2 separate regions of the Drosophila melanogaster genome follow, and region 2 is linked to region 1. A link is a contact called in public targeted proximity ligation data. All regions are on one chromosome and are shown on one strand. The core of a region is the stretch at or near the end of the contact, and the rest is flanking DNA. Distances in the headings are between cores, read along the strand shown. Region 1 holds the start of Lnk (Lnk,). Region 2 holds the start of Nf1 (Neurofibromin 1).

Evidence for each region.
Region 2: a contact with region 1 is called in a targeted proximity ligation map of the Kc167 cell line, with 4 times the contacts expected there. A contact is called at or near these places in 44 of 107 Hi-C or Micro-C datasets (the Clone 8 cell line, the D17-c3 cell line, the Kc167 cell line and 13 more) and 4 of 7 datasets of targeted methods (the Kc167 cell line and the S2 cell line).

The regions. Positions count from the first base shown.
Region 1 is chr3R:25,886,990-25,892,236 of dm6, reverse strand. It overlaps Lnk (Lnk,), which reads right to left and starts at 3,695. Exons shown (of 4, transcript NM_170247.2): 1 at 3,172-3,695; 2 at 1,959-2,582; 3 at 203-1,519. The coding sequence starts at 2,459. It overlaps SppL (Signal peptide peptidase-like), which reads right to left. Exons shown (of 7, transcript NM_143180.2): 5 at 5,218-5,247; 6 at 5,006-5,126; 7 at 4,007-4,939. The coding sequence ends at 4,871.
Region 2 is chr3R:25,979,000-25,984,902 of dm6, reverse strand. It overlaps Nf1 (Neurofibromin 1), which reads right to left and starts at 1,890. Exons shown (of 17, transcript NM_001276050.1): 1 at 1,555-1,890; 2 at 1,168-1,311; 3 at 684-1,068; 4 at 487-628; 5 at 1-430. The coding sequence starts at 1,611. It overlaps fid (fire dancer), which reads right to left. Exons shown (of 5, transcript NM_143196.3): 5 at 2,167-5,903. The coding sequence ends at 3,606.

The sequences.
Region 1 (5,247 bases), core at 2,446-4,945:
TTGATTGATTAAAGTTACTATTGGAATCAATCTTTGGATTTTTAAAACAAAATGTAAGTTAGTTACTAAGCTCTAGATTCATCAGTTCACAGTTCAAGCCCCATCCCAGTTGATATGAAATGATAACAACTTAATTGAAATCAAAGTAAAATAAAAAACCATCACTGACACTGAATTGACTCCAAAATTTTGGCTATCTCACATGTCTCGGCGACGGATGGCCACCGCCAGCAGCTCCCGATGCAGTTCCTCCCGCCGCATTCGATGCCGTCGATGAACCCTGACCATTATCGTAGCCATTGCCGTTCCCATTGCCATTCCCATTTGTCGAAAGATCGTTGAGTTGTCCTGAGTCATGATTTGCTGCCGTCGTCGGGTCATTCAGTCTGCTGTGTGAGTGCACCCATTCGGTAAGAGTCACATCCGAAGTGCCGCCCGATTCCAGTGGTATCGGGTTGTGGCGGAAGTGTTCGAGCATTTCCTGGATCGAGGGAAACCACAGGTGCTGCACCCGACACTGACCCTTCTCCGAAATGGTGAGCCGCAAATGCTTGGCTCGTCCTTGGAAGTTAAAGGTCAGAACGAACTCGCCGCGGCGCGTTTCGCTCTGTCGCACCAAAAAGTATCCATGTCCGGCTGCATCCGAATGGAGTACCATTCTGGCAGCTTCTGATCGCGTCAGTGTGCCGTGGAACCAGGGAAACACGCTCATCTCAGCCGTCAGATCCGCCACATCTGCATCATTTTCCGTGCCCTCGATGCCATCGAAGTTGCTTGAGGCGGACAGGCGCTGTTCACCTCGATGGGGTCTTACAGGTATGTCAGGTGGCCCGGAGGTCGGTGAGGTGCCCAATTCGTTGATGACATTTAGTTCGCTGGCAGAAGTGGCTCCTCCCTGGCCCAAAGCACTGTCTGCAGACAGCGATGAGGTGAGCGGAGCTCCACCTCCCACCAGATTGCCATTCGAGCCGCGCTGCTGCTGGTACTGCGGATTCTGAATCCCACCAATGGGATTGGGACTCGGAAGTGTCGGCGATGTTTGCATGGCGGACGCCATAACACCATCCGACTCGATCGTTGGCTGCTGAGTGGGTGGCGTTCGCATGCAGTACCGTATTGTGGCTAGCCAACTCCGCATCTCCTCCGCGCTCTCCGCCTCAATCACATACTCCATGTTGTTGTCTGCCTTGAGGACGAATGTGTTCAGCCTGTCCGGCATCTCAAGTGCCGTTGTTTCGCGAGCCTCCGAGATGAGGAAACAAAAGACTCCACTGCGCGGCTTAGTCGCCTTGTGCGGCGTGTAAAACTCTAGCATGTAGCCACCCACGGCCTTGACCAGTACAAGTCGACACTTCTCCCACTTTTGGGAGCCCGTCGGTTGATCCAGACTTTCCGGCGTCAGGTTGTTCACTGTGCCCTCCTTCCGGCACTCCACAACGATCTTGGCCAGCTTCGTCTTGCTCTGCTTGCCGCTGCCACCGCTGCCATCCAAGTCATCCGAGTTCTTGTGGAAGAAGGCCTGCAGCAAAGAGATCTTTGACAGTTAAAACAAGTGGTGACAATATAGCCGGAGTTTCCGACTATAAAACATCCTGGCACTGAAAAGCTTTTTAATCAATGTGAAATACTTCATGATCTGCAAAATTGAAAGAAAGACTTGCATAATTGACAGCATGTTCTGATAATCATGACGTATTCAACAAATCAAATAGAAGATAATAATACCACTTCAGTGAGGTCTAATCGGACTTATGGACAGAATGCAAAGAATGCTAAAGTGAATGCTTTTATCTGCATACTTTTAGTTCGTGATTCGTGACCTTCTTAATGGGTATTATCGGACAGAAAACAACAATCATGTCTAAAAAAAAAGTATAAGCATCAAGTGTGGCCTCGAAATAATCAAAAATCAATCTATTCAATGATTTCGAGAGGATTTGAGAAGAGCATCAACTCACCTTGCCCTTGCGCAGTCCTTTGAATGATAGTCGTCTTAATAGAGACTTTGAGAGCAGTTTTGGCACCTCGTGCTCCTCCTCGAAGTCCAGCGAGCCCGCACCTGATTTAAGAGTGCTCCTCCGCTTGAAGAACTCCGTGTCGTAGTGCGCCGAAAAGGATTCCACAAATTTCTGAGCAAAGCTGCGATGCTGGATGTTCCTCGCCTCCTCCGGCGGCAGATTGCCATTAATGTACGTGATGCACGCCTTGGCGAAATCCGAGGCAGCCACTCTGGCGTGTCGTTCGCAGAACTCCTCCCAACTGGTTCCACCGTATGCATACGAAGACACTCCCATGGCGTTGCCCGTGCCAATTGGTGCGGGTATCAGGTCACTTCCTGCTGCTGCTGCCGCTGCCGCCGATGAAGTTCCCAGGCTGTGATGACTGCTGGCCGACGTGGGCCCAATGTAACCGCCAGCGCTGAAGGCGCTCGTATTCGCTCCTGTGCTATTGCCACCCATTTGGCCAGGTGGTTGCCAGTTCCGCTGGTCCAGGTCCTCCTCCTGCTCCTGCTGCCGCTGCCTCTGCCGGTTCCGGTTCAGTTTGCCACACGAGTTACCCAGCTGGAGTCCGTTTCAAAAGCGCTGAAATGTTAGACAAACAATGCGATCGCGGTTTAGTCGAGTTACTTCGCAAAAACAGCGATCATTGCTGATCGCTTTGAAGAATACAAAAGCATTTATAGTTTAGTTGTTATATGTATTATATATTGGGCCGATGTGCAACGATCTATTTCTATTCTCTGACTCACAGGATTAAGGTTTTCAACGAGTTGGGGGAATTTTGGCAACTTTAATTCTAGAAAACTTGATAAGAATTAAGTGCTGACCAAAACAAAACAATAAAAAGTTAGCTTTGCTTGCTATTTAAACACAATATTGATTTTACAAGCCTGTTTATTGAGTTATTTAACAGCCTGACTTATTGATGGCGCAAAATGGTATATTTTCTTAAAACACGGGTATGCAATGTATATAATGATAAGCGCCCAGACTTAAGCACATATTTTTGTTCATAACAATGTACACTGAAGAATTTTGCATTTATGTAATGAATATTTACGCATGTTTGCACATTACATTAAGTAACACGCATTTTCAGTGCCACAATTAATCCTTTTTCTCGGCAATTAAAAGTAAACGAAAACAAACTTGCGGCGTAGCCCACACACACCCACTCACACAAATGCGAGGGCAGACACACACACCCACACAGCGGCGCGGTGGTGAAAAATTTCCCACAGGAATTTCCACGCCTACGTCACATCGCAATATGCGCGTGGAACACGCTTATAATATAATCAAAAATACTATTGAATTTGCCACTCGACACATGTAAATAACTCACTTTGCGGTTTAAGTATTATCTAAATGCTCGGCATCTTTTTTATGCTTTTATTTTTCTACACAAAGTGCATGATATCTCGCTCACACGCACACACACACAAACACACGCACATCCGCTCAAAATATTCTTTTGCGTTGTTTTGTTGTTGCGAGCAAAAGGAAGTGGCGAGTTAGTCAATAACTGAAGTGCACATACACTTGTTTGTTGTTAATTCGTAATCATTGGTTGCCAGTTCCGCTTGAGCTACCGTCTGGTTGCAATATTATTTATCACTGATTTGTTTGTGTTTTTTGCGATTTAAAACGAAAAAACCTCGACCGTGAAAATTAGAGCCGGACGAAAATCGATATGCATAGTATATATCTATCGATATTTGTTGTATCGATGTTCTTTCTGGAACGTAACCCCGCTAAATGGAGGTGTGTACTCGCTAACATGAATTTACCCGCTAAGTTGTGACCGCTCGCCACAGAAAACCCGATTACCGCAAGGTTGTAAACTTTGGTAAGCAAAATGGTGGGAAACTTAGGAATATTTTGGCGCCAACATTTAAATGTAAGGTTTCAAAAAAGATCTACCTACTACATTACAAAAAGCGTACATGCTTCCAATTTTTGTAAAAAACGCTTATAGGCAATGTTGTTTTAAATCTCACATTTTTATTGTTTCTATACGTTTCGAAATTGCATTTACTTAAAATTAATATGTAACTATCGTTTCCATATGCATACAGTATTTATTTATTTTTAGCTGCGTTAATAGTAAATAATTAAAATTCTTGAAACTTAATTTTGTGAAACACACGCAGTGCAACAGTTGTCGTCTAGCATTATTAATTGATTTATTGTTTGCAACGAACACATGCATTTTGGCAAAACATCATTATGGTTGTGAAGATGTGTGGGAAACATTGGGTGACAAAACGAAAAAATCGAAGGACGGAAATGAGCGTGTGAAACGGAAACGGATCTCGATTAAATGTGTATGAAGGCGAGCTTACTAACTATTATTTGTTGCATGGTGGTTTGTTATTATTACACATAACTTAAGTATTTACAGAACGTACTGCCCGGAACAGATTTCGAGTGGATGATGTATGATTGAAATTCGAATCTCAAACTGTCTTCTTGCTAGTCTTTTCGCTATGGTTTACAGAGTTATTAGTAATGCCTATTAGTTAGTAACTAATATTTCGCTTGACCTTTGTTCTACTCGCTAGTTATCTGCATGATTGGAGACATTAAAGCCAATTTGAATGAACTCTCGTATGAAGTATATATATATGTGAATATATAAAACCTTTCCGCTTAGGCTAAAAACTATAATTACTCGGTTTTTGCTTTTATTTCACTATGAAAACGAGGATCACCTAACTTAAAACGAAACTTAGTTAAGTTGAGTTAAAAAATACATACTCAATACGTTATTTAAGAGACAAACGTTAGTATTAGATCTTATGTGTGTGTGTTCTTCACATTGTATGCTGTTGGTTTTTTGTTTTTCTTTGCTTTTAGATAGAGTACACTCAGACTTCCAGTTGTTTTGATGGTTGTTGCGCGATAAACGGCTCGCTCCACATGCGCCGCAGGTCGCCCTGCAACAAGTAACAAAACATTACAGATATCGACCAAATTCGGAACTATTCGAGCATGGAGTATACCTTCAGATACGCCATCAGCAAGAGCGGCAATAACGTAAAGGGCACTAGATACAGCAGCGCCGGCTGGGCCGCCTTAAAGACCTCGGAGCTGACCGTCGCCGTTAGCAGGCCCAAGAAATAACTGCAATGTAATGGAAATTAGTATTTATATATATTTTTATAAGTAAGCAATTTTTCGTATACTCAAACATTCCATTTATTCAACAACTTACCCCAATAAGGAACAATGAAAGTATGTCAAC
Region 2 (5,903 bases), core at 641-3,140, 94 kb before region 1:
GGGCTTTGCTGGATTAAAGAGCAGTGCCTTGAGATCGTTGATAAAGAATTGCACCAACTTGAAGACCACATTATTGGAGTCGGTGTTGTTGATGTAGGTGGATGCTTTGCACAGCTTTACACAGGCAATTGCCGCAGATTCGGTCACCTGTTTGGATGGTGAGTGCTGGCCCAAGCCTCTCTTGATACTCTCGATGAACTGCTTGGCCGAGAAGTCCTTGTCCCGGGACGTGGATTGCGCTGACTTCGAGGCAACCTTTTCCTTGTCCTTTTCCTTCTCTTTCTCCGACTGCTGAAGTTCGTTAACAACAGCCTCAAGGCAAGAGGGATTCAATATCAGCAAGAGCATTTGAAGCGGCCAAACAAGAGTCTTGCTTTTCTTGTTTTCGGTTTTAAAGTACTCTACAAAGTCCATCAGGGGTTCCCAGCAGCTAAACGAAACAGGATCAATTAATGTGACTTTAAAAACGCTTGTAATTCCTCTTACGTTGATATATCTCGATTGGTTCCTCGTTGCAAGTCCTGGAACTCTTGTGGATGGTACTCGATCCAGTTCCAAATAGCCTTCTCCAGCGAGTAAAGCAAGATCAAAGGTGGAGCACGCTTCGATCGAAACTTTGTGATGGTTTCTGGAAACGTAAAACGTTGTTTAACCTTTCCGAAATATTAAAAAAGTTAGTTTACCTTGTAGCAGCTTGGTTAGCTTTATCATATCCATATCGATGTGTTGAATTAATTCTATGTCGTTGTAGTCCGGGTTTTCCTCGGAACAGGATGTCAGCTCTTGAATCCTGGCCGATATGCGATTGAACACCGCCGAGAAGTGATTCTGGGACAAGGCAAAGAGCACCTTGGATGCCAGGGCCTTGAGCTGGGCGGCATTCGGATTGCTGTCGCTCTGGACGTCGACAAACTGGGAGATCTCGCGCAGCAGAAGCTTCACATTCATGGCCTCTTCAAAACGTGCTGTGTCCTTGGTCTGGTTGGTCAGACAGCGTTCCAGAGTGGTCAGTATGATGACCAGCGACTCAAAGTAGCAACGCTCTGGCTCATGGCGATTTTGAAGGGCCTGCAATGAAATTTTTGTTTAAGTAATTTAATCGTATCCTAGCCCCATAAAATAAGGCAACATAGTTTAAGGGTTAACAATAGAGAATGGAGTACTTACCGCCTCATTGACCCTCTGCAGCATCTTGGTGAGACCGGATATGACAAGGGAGAAGCGGTAGCGCGATATGTGGATCAGACAGGCCACCAATTGGTCCTGGCTCATCCTGGCCTGCGTGCCATAGGCACCGATTCTGTTTGGCAGCTGAAAAAGTAAACCATTGATTGCTCAATTCCACTTCATTCATGCGGGAACCGGTGTTTTTGTTATTGTTGCTATCTCGCTCTCCCACGCATTTGATTGAGAGCTCACACTGACAGAGCGGGTGAGGCACGCACACTCGCAAGGTCGCTGTGAGCATGTGTGGGGGAGGAAGAGGCAGAGCAGCAGGTACATTTTTTCGCTTGCGAAAACGCAACTGCGGAAAAGCGATTGGAAAACACTTGCCTGATCCTCGAAACGTGCCAAAAGGGCGCTAGCCCACTCGCCTGGCTTCTGGGTCATCTTGTTGTGGTGTTTTAACAGTTGTTTATGCGTTTTTTACTGCATTTCAGCAACTAAATAGGGCAGCTTTTCGTTGAGCTTGGGGAGTGGCAATTGGTTGAGTGGCATCTTTGTTCGTTATCCTTGGTGTTTTTTTCAGTTCCTGAGACGTTCACTTCCTTCTCTTCCAACAATTTGGATGGTTTGGCTTTACAAAACGGGCACTGTTTCTTTTTTTATGGGAATTTTCTAAGGGCTTACAGGCTGTTATTTGGATGTTTATATTGTGTGTGTACCGCCTTCCATTTCTTTCACAATACCGAAACGCTTTTATAAGTGATAACAATTACATCCTATCGATATATCGCTTATTTTCAAATAGTGATGGCATCAGACCAACTAGTACTGAATTCATTAGGGTGACCATAAGCCACAAGTAAATGCGCGCGCTCACAGGAGCGTTTAAAAATTCCAAAAATATTTGGCCTTCATTTCGTTCTATCTCATTTGATGCTATTATTTTATATGGTCTAAGTGTTCCAATTAGAAATATAAATGATTTTTAAAACAGATTCAGTTCAGTAAGTATTATTAGTTTATTTAATGTTGTTGTTAATGCATTACAAATTATCAATATTAAATATTTCAGATGGTTTTGTAGCTTGGGTTTTGAGTTAATTCCGTTTGAGTGTGCCTGTTTGGCTCTGTGCAAATTATACATATTTTCCAGCAATACTTAATGTTTATAATGTTTCAGCATTTCGAGCAGTAATAGGTTCAAATCGAGTTCTATCTGTTGTAATTTAGTGTTGCGTCCAACGTTAGTTAATATTTATTCAATTGTTCTATTATTTTACGGTATAAAGTTAGTTTAGCTAGCTAAAAAACACATGTACAGTCGCATATAGGTATATATATGTATATATTTGGTTTTATTGAAAATGTTTGCGTTATTTTTCAAATAACCCTTCTTAAGCTGACAAAAATTTGAGTTTAGGCATAGGCTTATGTTACAATCGTCTTATTGGCCGTTTTTGGGAAGTGAGTTGGGTACTTTATCCAATCAATTAAAGTAAATAAAAAAGTGCTTTAAAAAGGTGAAAAATTTATATATGTGGAAAATTGTGAGCTTGCGGAAAGAGTTTCTTAAACTGTTTTGTGTATATATTTTTGATTTTACTTTGCATTCGATATATGTACGGTTTTCTCATAGATTTAAATGCAGTTATTGATATTTTTAGAGGGTTCTATTAACTTTGCAGTTTTAAGGAGTGTATACATGCACGTACATAGTTGCTATATTACTTTGTTCTAGCTGCTTAACTGGTATCTTGATTTTCTCTTGTATAAGTGGTATATGTTGGCTGCAATGGACGTTTGATGATTATTCGCTTCGAAATTATAGCATAAAGTGCTTGAAACTTAGTCTGCAGATAGCGCAAGATACAAACAGATGATCGTTGTAAATAGAATATGCTCGTATAACTAGTAAGATTTGTATTTAGCTTGCGTTGTTTCGTTATCGCATTCGATTCGATTGGTTTCGTTCTTACAGCTAAGTTTTCCTTTGAAATTGGATTTCAATGCAGTGCAATCCTGCGTTCGCGTCCTTGAGCAGGCCTGCTAACAATAAATTAGTGCTGGATAGCAGGACGGGCCTTCCCCGCCCCGCACCGCCAGCCGACTAGAGTAATAGACTAAATTTAACAATTCCTTTGGGGGCATCAGATCAGAGACTACAGCTAGGAAATGGGCATTTGTTTTAGATCAGGGATTCAAACGGGTAAACGGGTACGCCTTGAAAAAATCAAAAAAGCTGCTTGGATTTTGAATGTCCTAAAAAGATATTCAAGTGTTTTTGTAGAGCAACTTAAAATGTATTAGATGCGTATAAAAAAATGTAATTCAAAGTAATTTAACGTATATCCTTTAAATATTTGGTATACATGCTTCGGTCCCAGTAATAGCAAATAAACTTAAGTTTCGTTTCGAATCCCCGTTTGAGAGTTGGGTGCTTAGATGGTCCACACCTGAACCTTCTCGGCCACCACACACCAGCTGGCCCGCTCGTAGTAGGAGCTAACGATGTGCAGGCTGGCCACATGGTGGTTGATCAGTGCGTCCAGCTCGCCCTCGCGGAACACATGGTAGTAGCGGTGGTGTGTGCTGGCTCCGCCCTGGGAGGGGCTGTCCAGGGAGTTGGTGGAGCTGTTCGAGTGCTCCAGGGAATCGTTGGAGGGACGCTGCTGGAGATTCGGTGCCTGGTTTGGCTCCTTCTGAGGTTGCTGCTGCTGCTGCTGGGTCGTCGGTGGTTGGACCTTCAGGGCAGCCATGTTGCGCCTGCGCTGGCCATAGTCCGACATGCCTTCGCCCAACTGATCACCGCCTCGGGCCTCCAGAGCCTCTGCCTCTGCATCCTCATCCTGTTCCTCCTGCTCCTCCTCCTCTGGTATGACATCGTCTTCATCCTCGCGCACATCACTATCCCCATCGTCCTGCAGCAGGTAGGCTGTCTCCGGATTCAGCTGATAGTGTCGATTCCTCTTGTAGTTGAACTTGGAGATCTTGCAGTGCTCATAAACGCCCAGGGAGTAGCTGGACTCGTTCTCCTCCTCCTCCTCTTCCTCACCATCCTCTTCCTGGATGGTGAAGCTGCGGGTTTGGGAGGATAGTGATGAGGTCGATGAGCTCACCGGGGATTGCTGCAGACTTGGCTGCGTGGAGAGGTTAGCAAGCATCAAGCGACGTTCCCTGAGCTCATCCCGGAAAGCACTCAGATCACCATTAGAGCGCTTCTTACCGCCACCCAAGATCTCGGACAGATCGCCCATTCCGATCCCATCCAGATACCGGCACTCAGTTCGATTTGTTTTGTCATCCAGTTCCCGCTGCAGTTGGGCACTCAGCTGTTCCGCGAATTCTGCGCAGTCCTGCTTTTGAACGGCCTCCCTCTTTTCGGGGAGGAGAGGGGCACTATCTGCATTCAGGATTATATCATCTTCGGCATGGGAGCGAGAACTATTGATCTGAAGCTCCCCTTTATGGTACTGCTCCTGCTGCAGACTGATGAGCTGCGCCAAGCTGGGTTCTCCTTCGTCCTGCGAGGCCGAATTGGAGTTCGCGGAGGCGGCTTCTCCTTCCTCACTTCCCGAGGGTACTTTGGCCGATCTTGGTGCACTTATAACGCTGTCTATGGAATCAGGGGAGGAGGGCTCACTGGAATCGCTGTCCAGATCATCGGTGGCTGGATTAAAGAGCTCCAGGGAGAGCAGCTTGGTAGCCAGCGATGTGGTGGATGCTGAAGTAGACACGCCCGATCCCGAAGCTCGCCTAACGATGGGAAAGCTCTGACGTTGTAGCTGTAGAGATTGCTGTTTCCGGAATTTCGGAATGGGTGGCAGATCTCTAATGGCCTGGCGGGTGATTCTACGTACAGGTGGCGATTCCTTCAGTGGTTCCTTTGGCAGCACCTTCAACGGCTCCTTTTTCTCCTTGGGTAGCTCCTTTTGCAGATCAACGTGCTGTTCCTTTTGCAGCTTGATGTGGGCCTCATCGAAGCTGAAACGAGCGGGTTTCGAGGGTGGCGTCAAGATGGCCATGGCAGCGGAAACGGCCGATGTGGATTGAGGCGGAGAAGTCACCGTGCCCTGGATGGCAGCCGGGGAATGAGCCGGAGTGGGAGGGCAGGGCATGATGAGCGGCGACGTTGGCACTGAGTGAGTAGGCGGCAATCGGGAGCCGGGATTCACCCCCTGATCCCGACCAGCAGCTCCCTGCGCCCTTTGTCCATTGCTGGAGGATGAATTGCTCGAGCTGGAGTTAGAGTTCTGGTGTTGCTGCTGGTAGTTCAACTGCTGCTGGTGCTGCTCCGGCTTGGGTATGAATATGACCGAAGCGAAGCTGTCCTCGGACTCAATACTTGTGTCCGATTGCAGGCTGCTGTCCTTGGAGGAGTCGGAACCGGATTCCCGGGAATGCCTTCTAGCCTTGTCACCCTGACCGCCATCCGCACAGGCGGGACACTCTTGCTGGTACTGGCTGCAGTGACAGAGATTGCTCATGGTGCACTCCACACTGCTGCAGTACGTCACAGGTGCCGAAGTCGAGGATGCGGGCAGAATTAAGTGCGACAGGTGATGAACAGGATGGTGGTGGTGGTGATGGTGGTGTTGATGAGCCGTCGCCGCCACTCCCTGCTTATTGTTATTATTCAGCGTGGCGTTTTTATCCAGTTGAACTGGATGCTGGGCAGGATTCGTCTGCGCCTGCGGTCCACTCTTGATGTTTTGGATCAGTTTACTTATGCCCGTCTT